Linked DNA regions of Mus musculus: regions 1 and 2 are each linked to region 3. A link is a contact called in public HiChIP or PLAC-seq data. All regions are on one chromosome and are shown on one strand. The core of a region is the stretch at or near the end of the contact, and the rest is flanking DNA. Distances in the headings are between cores, read along the strand shown.

Region 1 (2,700 bases), core at 148-2,647, 740 kb before region 3:
AGGAAGCTGTGAGAAAATCCACGTGATAAGAAATGTTTTGGTCAGGCTGATAGAGTCCCAGCTCCTGACCGTGAGTTCAGTGGTTATGAGTCAACAATATAAAGTGTCTTTATACAGAAATACATAGTGACACTATCTACTGAGCAATAGAGATGTGGTGTCCAGAGGTTCAGGACCTAAGCCTTCACTCCTGTGAGTGGTGGCTCTGTAACCAACTCATTTGAATTGAATGTTTGTGGAGACCTTCTGTAAGTAACTGGTTAAGAAGGAAATGTGTGCCCTAAGTACCACTGAAGCCCATACCATGGAGGGATGTTTCAAGTACAGTAGAAACTAATGCAGAAGCTGGGTTTGGTACTCAAATCTCAGTTCTCAGCGGCTGATGCAGGAGGGTTGCTAGGTTACCTTTGAGCTATGGTGTGAGACTTTGTCTAAACAATTAAGTAGAGGAATGTATAATCTCAGGGTAGGTGCTGCTGTATTTTTGTTGAAAAGTGCAGTATGCATTCACAGGAGTAACTTAGAAGGAAGGGTTGGGGATGCTCATTCTGTGAAGGAAATCAAGGTACAGAGGCTTGTGGTTGTCTGAGGACACACGGTTAAGTGTATGGACCTGCAAACCTGATTGCCTGGTGTCTGTCTGTGTGCATGTGCACATGTGTGCATGTGTATTCGCACCTGTGATACAGTTTCTCTTCCACCTTGCCTTTTCTGGAGGAAGTGGACACTCTCTGAGTACCTGTACTTCCAGAGCAGAGGATGTTGTAGTTGGTCATGAAAGGAAGTTAGATATTTTGTTAAAAGATTTCTGTGCTAAGCTCTGTGTTTCAATTTTTAATAGTTGTTGCGGGAAATATTATAGAACTAACTGGCATGCTTCCATGCTTGTGCCTCAACTCTCTGCCCCGAGACCTGGCTGGCCATGCACTGGCGGGCAATGGCCGACTTGTTTTTTATGTTGTGGAGATTCTGACTCTGAACTCCACAATCTCTCCACCCAGATCGCTAGGTTCCCACTGGTGAGGCGCTACCACAACAACCCCGTGCTTTAAATGCCTTCATGGAGCACCTCAGGCAAACCTACGCTTGGCCACTGTACCTTTCACTCTTGAACCCAGACGAGGCACCGCGTGAAGGAAATTGCAACACAAACTTACTTCAGAGACAATGGCAACTCAGTCTCTGGGTGCAGCATCTAAAGGCTAGTGTTGTAAGCCTTATTAAAATCCCATTCCTCTGGCGGCGAGTTCTTGCAGATCCTCCACAATACCCAGAAACTCTAGCAGCTACATCTTACACCTCTGATGTCCCGTTCCAAAGAGAACTCACTCTCTCCTGCTTCCTCTCTTCCTCCATCGAACCCGGAAGTCCCTCCTACTCACCCAGATCCTTTATTCATTAGAGGATTGGTTCACAAGAAGCCACCTGAGTAGGTGACTCACTCCTCATTCCAGACAGTCTCTCCCGGGAGAGCAAGCCGCCCAGAGCCATCCACAACAAATAGTGAGCCTTTAGAAAAGTTTTTTTCCCCATTTTTGTGCAATTCCTTCCTAAACTTCTTAGAAAATAGGATTATTTCAAAATGAATATACAGGTTCCTAGCCTAATTCATAGTGGTGTTGCAGAGTATCTCATTAATGCTTGTAAGCATTTGGAATTGTGGTTTCATGCTCTTGTGTATAATACAAAGAGTTAACTTCGAACATGAATCTCAAAGCCATGCAAGTTTAATTTGCTATGTGTTAGGAGAGAATTAATTTCAGCTGGTTGTGGTAGCAAATGACTATAATCCTAGCACTTGGAATATGGAGGTACAAGATCAGGAGTTCAAGGTCATCATGGGACACACCAAATTTTGTCTTTAAAGACAATAACAATAGCAACCAAAAGACCCAAGACTTTATTTTAAAGGTCATTATTTTTAAAAGTCATTTGATTATAATTAATTCAGAAATAAAAACATCACACAGTGTGATTAAGGTGGATGCTCAAAACAGCTTTGAACCCTATGTATTTCAGTGAATATAACATTAGGACGGCCATGCTGAAGCCTGTGTCTGCACTTAGGGTACACACTGTCAATTAGATTCTAAATCCCTTACCTACCACAAGGAGAGAAAGACTATGGTAGTGGCAACTAGAAAGACGATTAGATTTATGTCTTCCTTCATGACACCCAGGACCTTTGCCTACATTCTCTCTTCACTGTTGTAAGACCCCCGATGCTGGGCCTCCGCTCAAGTCCTGGGATGAGCTGGCCAGCACCCCAGTGTCCCGAGAGAAAACCACACCTGATGCAAACTGCAAGAGGTTTTATTATCAGCTAGCTGAGGACGAACCCCTTGCGCCTCGCAGGGGTGACAGTAGGGGGCTTTTAACAGCTAGCTGAGGAGTTGGGAGGAGTTGGGAAGAGTTCTTCTCTTCCGGGTGTCCTTGGTGAAACGAGGCAGGAGTGGGGAGTGAGTGTTTTCTGAATTTTTATCTCCGTGTCCTCGGCACAGGAAGGCAGGCATCTCTGGTTGTACAGTATAGAAACAAAAAGGCTTTTTGCTGGCTATAGAGAACAAAGAGCTTCTTTCTAGCTGTATTTCTAAAGATCAGGGAAAACAAGCTTGGGGAAATGTTTTAGGGGCTCTGCCTTTCAGGGAGAAATGCTTTTAGCCGGGGTCTCACACTGTCATCTAACATAACCTCCTTTCT
Region 2 (2,709 bases), core at 161-2,660, 690 kb before region 3:
TTTTGACTGCTATGAATGATGCAGGGTCTTGTCATGTAGCCCATGCTGGTCTGGAAACTTCTTTGTGTCCCTAAGCTGGCTTTGAAGAAAAAACATTTAACTACTGTATTGTTTGATTCTGAGACTGACTAAAATTTATAGGTGGCAGCATTGTGTGGTGTTGTCTGAATGACTGATACATAGTTAATGAACCAGGATATCATGTTTGGAAAGAGATCTCTCTGCCCCCTCTCTTCCTCCTCTCTTTCTATGTATGTATATATGTGTATACACACACACACACACACACACATACACATAAACAAATGAAGGTGCTGCTGTTTAAGTATGTCCCATGTGGGAGTGCACGTGTGGGATGCTGAGGCGTCCAGAGGAGGGCGTTGGCTCTGCTGGAGCTGGAGCTTCAGGTGGCTGTAAGGTGCCAGGTGTGGAGCTAACAGTCTGACCGAGTTCTCTTCAAATGCAGTGCACAGTCTTAACCTCTGGCCCTCACTCCAGCATCTGTAATGAGTTCTTACAACCCAATAACAATAAAACAATCAGCTCAAATCTTAAAGATGGGTGGTGCCTTAGAGTTAGTATTGTGAAAAACCACCATGACCAAAAGCAGCTTGGGGAGGAAAGGGCTTAGTAGGCTTACAGATCCCGAGTCACAGTCCACTGAGGGCAGCCCAGGCCTTACAGAGGTGGGAACTGCTGTAGAGCCTCTGAAGAATGCTGCTCAGTGGCTTGCTCAGGCCGCCAGCCCAGGGCTTGTCCACCCACAGTCAGCAGAGACTTCCCACATTAATTACTAATTAAGAAGATGCCCTACAGGTTTGTCCATAGCTAAGTCAGTTGGAGGCATTTTCTCAGTTGAGATTACCTACTCTGAGACGACTCCAGATTGTGTCATGTTGACATTAAAAACTATACAAGACACATAGACAAATATTTGATGCCCTCTTTTGAAGATGTGGTCTCCTAGAGACATGAAAAGATGCTCAGCATTGCCGCACTTCAGGGAAATTAAATTTAAAGCCACCTCAGATAGTTCTGTATACCCAGCAGAAAGCTAAAGAAGAGTGAAGTATCTAGTTCAGTTACCAGCTGACCGCGAGGCTGTGATGGCTTTGTATTGTGTTCTCATGTAGAAAGCTGGGGTATTTCACAAATCTCTCTGACTCTGTAATAGGCTTTGAAAGGTGGGCAAAAGGCCGGAAATGCTCTAGGCAGGCTCTCTATTCTTATGGGTGCTGTCTCCCTCCACCCGTTTACAAGGTGGTAGATTATCCAGTGCTGTGTGAACTGACATATCCGTTCTCAGCATGGTGACCGTGTGCTCAGCCTGATGCCCACATAGCTCTCATAGCTCCCCAGTGCATGCGCAGCCTCTGTAAGGAAGACAGGTTAGAAGCACTTCCTTTAAAGCATGCATAGATGGCAGCACCGAGCTTTTGAGTGCCAGAGTTTTGACTAGTTTATGTTCTGCAGCCTTAGTGAGAGCTCTCAAGCAGAAAGTGGATTTAGCAGTGAAATGAGTGGTCATGATTTAGTTTTCCTCATGTATAGACTCATGGAGGGTTCTTGATTTCATTGGCATGGATTAGAGCCTAAACTTATACATCACTTATTCATGGAATATGGATTTATAGGCAGAAACATACCTCCTACACATTTATTTTCTTAATCTCTTTTGTTTGGTTGGTTTTTTGGGGTGGAGTTTCCCTGTGTAGCCCCATTTGTCCTGGAACTTGCTCTGTAGTACAGGCTGGCCAGGAACTCATACAGATAGATCTGCCTGCTTCTCCCTCCTGAGTGCTGGGTCTAAAGGCGTGCGCCACCACTGCCTGTCAATGCCTGAAACTTTTGTTGCATTTTTAAAAGGCTTATTGTTTTTTAATGTGTGTGTGCCTGTATGAGTGTATGTGTACCACCTTTGTACGGTGCAGTGGAGGCTGGAAGAATGCATTGTTTTCCTTGGGACAAGAGTTACAGGTAGTTGTGAATTGTCTGTGGCTGCCAGAAACCCAGGTCCTTGGTAAGAGCAGTGAATGCTGTTAACTGAGCCACCTATCCAGTCCCGTTGCTGTGGCCTGGATCAGCCTCTGTCTTGCAAGATGACCCAGGTTTGCCTGAATTTGTGGTCCTCCTGCTTTAGCTTCTGGAGTGTGGGCAGTCATTAGAATTGAAATTTTTTTCTTTAATTAAGGATCTTTAGAATATACAGGGTTACTTAAACACTCGTTTTTGTTCTTGCAAACCTTGCTTTTGAAAAGGCCGTTGCTGTGAGAATGTCAGCTGTGATCACGGTGGTGAGAAGATGCTTAATGCTTTCCTTTCAGGAATGTGTTGATGAAATCTAATGTCTCTGTTCTAAAAACAGCCCAGTGTCTCCTGTGTGAGTTGGTTACTTGCTAATTTTCCTAGGTCCACACTTTGTGCTAATTGTTTGGAAGTGATGTGGCTGTCCTTCCTTGTGGTTGGAATCACAGAGGCATCTGTTAGTTCCACCCTCCCACCCTTCCTCCCTCTCCCGCTTTCTTCCCTCTCTTCTCTCCCCCCTTTCTTCCTTCCCTCCCTCCCTCCCTTCCCTCTTTTCTTTCTTTTCAGACAGGTCTCCTGTAGTTCAGGCTGGCCTCAAACTTATTATGTATCTGAGGATGACTCAGATTTTAGAATCCCCTGGTACTCACCCTTGGGAGAATGTGGTATATATTCTGTAGCTAT
Region 3 (2,700 bases), core at 3-2,502:
TTTTACACAAAATCTGTTTTGAGAGGGAAATGGAGCATGCTAAGCTAATGACAGCGTTCCTTCCTCCCACTTGTCCACGTCACAGAGATGTGGTCCTTGTGTTGGGATGTTGGCCACGATGCACTCACTAAAAGCACCCTTTAAATCTCTAGAAAAAAACAAATGAGCATGCGGATGGCAGGCAGGGGCAGGTAAATGTGGTGACATTAGAGGAGTGTATCTGAGGACTGTCAAAGGAGTTTCTCACTACAGCTACAAATGCTACCTAAAACTGGCCAGAGACTAGGGGAAAACTAGGCTTGTCAGCAATTAGAGTTTGGATCCACAAGGCGCTTCAGGAACTAATGTGGGGTGGGCACCTGCTGGCTGGCTGTTCTTCGTGTGGGTGGGAGCATGTGATCACAGTAGGCTCCAAAGAAGGCTAGCTGATCATTGGTTCCAAGCACCTTTCACTCTCACCTGGCACCTTCCCAATGTAGTTATAAAAATTCTCTTTTCTAGATTAGCACCCCTTTTGAGTAGAGCCAGGCACTGCTTGGCGGGTGCGTGTAGGGCGGGTGTGTGTGTGTGTGGGGGGGGCAGGACGTGGGAGGGATGCTGGGACTCAGCGGGTACCGGGTGGCGGGGCGAGGGGATCAAAGACCGAGACTGGGGGACATCAGGGCCGCCCAAGCAAGAAACGCTGCAGGGTAGCGGCTGCCACCGCGTGCCCTGCTGGGCGGCCGCCGCGAAGGCGGCCTGCGTGGAGATTAGCGGCAGCGGTCCCTCCCTGGCCCGCGAGTGAATGAATGATTAGTCTAACGCACCTCCCTGGCCCGGGCAGCTCCGGCTGGGAAGGGCGGAGTCTGAGCCACCGATCCACGCTTTAAGGGAGAAAGGCTCTGGCCGTTGTGCGTGCATTAGCCGACCCTTTCTGTCGCTCCAACTTCTGTCCTCCCTAATGTCAGGCCCACAGAGGCATAAGCACAGGAACCTGATCTCCAAGGTCACTCGTCCCTCTGTCCCCTCAGCCTCGTGAGTCCCCCGCCTTTGCCCGAGGGAGTCAAAGGGCTGTGGAAAGTTGAGGGACCCTCCTGCATTCGATCCGTGGCTCCTTCCGAAGCTGGGGCAGCGGGAAGCGCCGGGTCTTCTGCTCCGGGCGCTAGCGGGTAGTGGCATCCCTGCTGGGGGCGGCTCCTCTGCGCGGGAGGAGGCGGTGCGCAGGGCGCTGGAGACGCGCCTTCCAGGCTCCGGCAGCGCCCCGGGGCCGGTGGCCGGGGCTGGGCTAGACCGCCTGGCTGGGCGTTCGCGTGCGCCGCTGTCGCTTCTGAGCCGGCATAGCTCCGGCGCCAGGATCGTAGTCCCTCGTGCGACCCTGCGGATTCCGCGCAGAGCCTAGTACGCCCCTCGGTCCCGCACGGAGCAAGCGCGCGGGCCGGACACCGCGCTCGGGGGCCGGGCCGGAGCTGCGCGTGCGGGAGCCGGAGCTCAGCCGGGCTCCAGAGCTGCGAGCGCACTCGGCAGTCGCCGCCGCCGCTCCCCAGATCCCGCCGCTCAGCCACCCCTCCTCCCGGCCCAGCTCTGGCGCGGAGGGGCTGACGGCTAACCCGCTGAGAGCAACTCCCTTAGAAAAAAGCCGCCGCATTGGCCGAGGCTGGCCGCAGGACCCCTCCTCCCGGGGCGCCCCCACTCCTCCCCCGCCGCTCCGGGCGCCCGCCTCCCTCAGCCGACTGTCTCCCGGCACGCCGGCCCACAGCCCTTTTGACTGCGAGCAGCGGCTGCCGAGCAGAGGCGGCGACGCGGGACCTGCAGTCGCCCGGGATTCCCTCCAGGTGACGATGCTCTGGTTCTTCAGCGTCAGGGCTCTGGCTGAGCGTCCTTGCCGACGCTCGCCTGGGATTACCTGCTGCGTCTTGCTGCTGCTCAATTGCTCCGGGGTCCCCATGTCTCTGGCTTCCTCCTTCCTGACAGGTAGGGGGGTGGGGGCGGGAGGGACCAGTCCTCCGGGACTCTGGGTGGTTTCTTGGGAGAAGAGGCACTGGCAGACCGGGGATGAGAGGACGAGGAACGCGCACCTTGCCTGACTCTCGCGGGCGGTGGGGATGCGGAGAAGCCTAGAGAAAAGGGATGGGAAGGCTATGAAGAGGTAGAGAGATGGGGGACTGAGAGACTGCTACCTTTGACAGAGTGCTAATAGGCACCCTGCTATATGAAGTTGGGAAATTCCTTGATTTATATTTAATCTTTTTTCCCCAATCCTTGTTTTAATCGTAGCCACTCTTGTGCAATTAAGGAAAAGACCGCGCCGTTTCCCGCACATCCTCTTTTCTCAACACCATAGGATTCCAATAAATCCACGGTGCTAGGCAGCATCTTTAAAACATGACTTTCCAGACCTTGAATGTAAAGAAGCGATCTTATTTTTAAAGGTTACTAATAGCATGATATGATAATTACAGGTTTTCAGGCAGGTGAAGACCTCGGCTTCTATTTTGAAGGACATGCTTTACTGACACCTGGTGCAGAAAAGAGAATATTTTAAAGAGGAAAGAGATTGCGCTTCAAAAAGTGATTGCATTTCAACCCACAACAGTTGGCAGATCCACCTGAAAGGCCCGTTCTTTGACACAGTCCTGAATTTCGTTCAAATTTAAAATCTTCCCTAGTGCCTAGTTTGGTGTGTTAGTCCATGTGCAGTTGAGATATCTTTCAGAGCACTAG

The links. HiChIP or PLAC-seq counts read pairs in DNA pulled down with a chosen protein or histone mark.
Region 1: an H3K4me3 HiChIP or PLAC-seq map of embryonic stem cells shows a contact between it and region 3, with 7 read pairs. The contact joins the enhancer-like site here to the promoter of Bmper in region 3. A contact is called at or near these places in 14 of 39 promoter capture datasets (the 3T3-L1 cell line, 3T3-L1-derived adipocytes, the SN4741 cell line and 8 more), 7 of 115 datasets of contacts at active chromatin or transcription factors (embryonic hindbrain, embryonic stem cells, extraembryonic endoderm stem cells and 4 more) and 2 of 9 other capture datasets (embryonic stem cells and macrophages).
Region 2: a contact with region 3 is called in an H3K4me3 HiChIP or PLAC-seq map of embryonic limb bud, with 5 times the contacts expected there. The contact joins the enhancer-like site here to the promoter of Bmper in region 3. A contact is called at or near these places in 11 of 39 promoter capture datasets (the 3T3-L1 cell line, the C10 cell line, the HPC-7 cell line and 6 more), 11 of 484 Hi-C or Micro-C datasets (the AML12 cell line, the HL-1 cell line, cochlea and 6 more), 14 of 115 datasets of contacts at active chromatin or transcription factors (VIP interneurons, astrocytes, craniofacial prominence and 8 more) and 2 of 9 other capture datasets (liver and pancreatic islet).

The regions. Positions count from the first base shown.
Region 1 is chr9:22,485,039-22,487,738 of GRCm38.p6, forward strand. All of the region lies in intron 1 of Bbs9 (Bardet-Biedl syndrome 9 (human)), which reads left to right. Among named protein-coding and RNA genes, the nearest start is that of Bbs9, 11 kb to the left of the region's middle. Within about 2 kb of position 1,398, at least 23 of the 459 cell types and tissues checked have an H3K27ac peak or open chromatin away from gene starts, as enhancers often do. A contact at or near this core is called in embryonic stem cells, where this site is marked.
Region 2 is chr9:22,531,856-22,534,564 of GRCm38.p6, forward strand. All of the region lies in intron 5 of Bbs9 (Bardet-Biedl syndrome 9 (human)), which reads left to right. Among named protein-coding and RNA genes, the nearest start is that of Bbs9, 57 kb to the left of the region's middle. Within about 2 kb of position 1,411, at least 73 of the 459 cell types and tissues checked have an H3K27ac peak or open chromatin away from gene starts, as enhancers often do. A contact at or near this core is called in craniofacial prominence and embryonic limb bud, where this site is marked.
Region 3 is chr9:23,221,824-23,224,523 of GRCm38.p6, forward strand. Bmper (BMP-binding endothelial regulator) reads left to right here and starts at 1,253. Exons shown (of 15, transcript NM_028472.2): 1 at 1,253-1,950. The coding sequence starts at 1,818.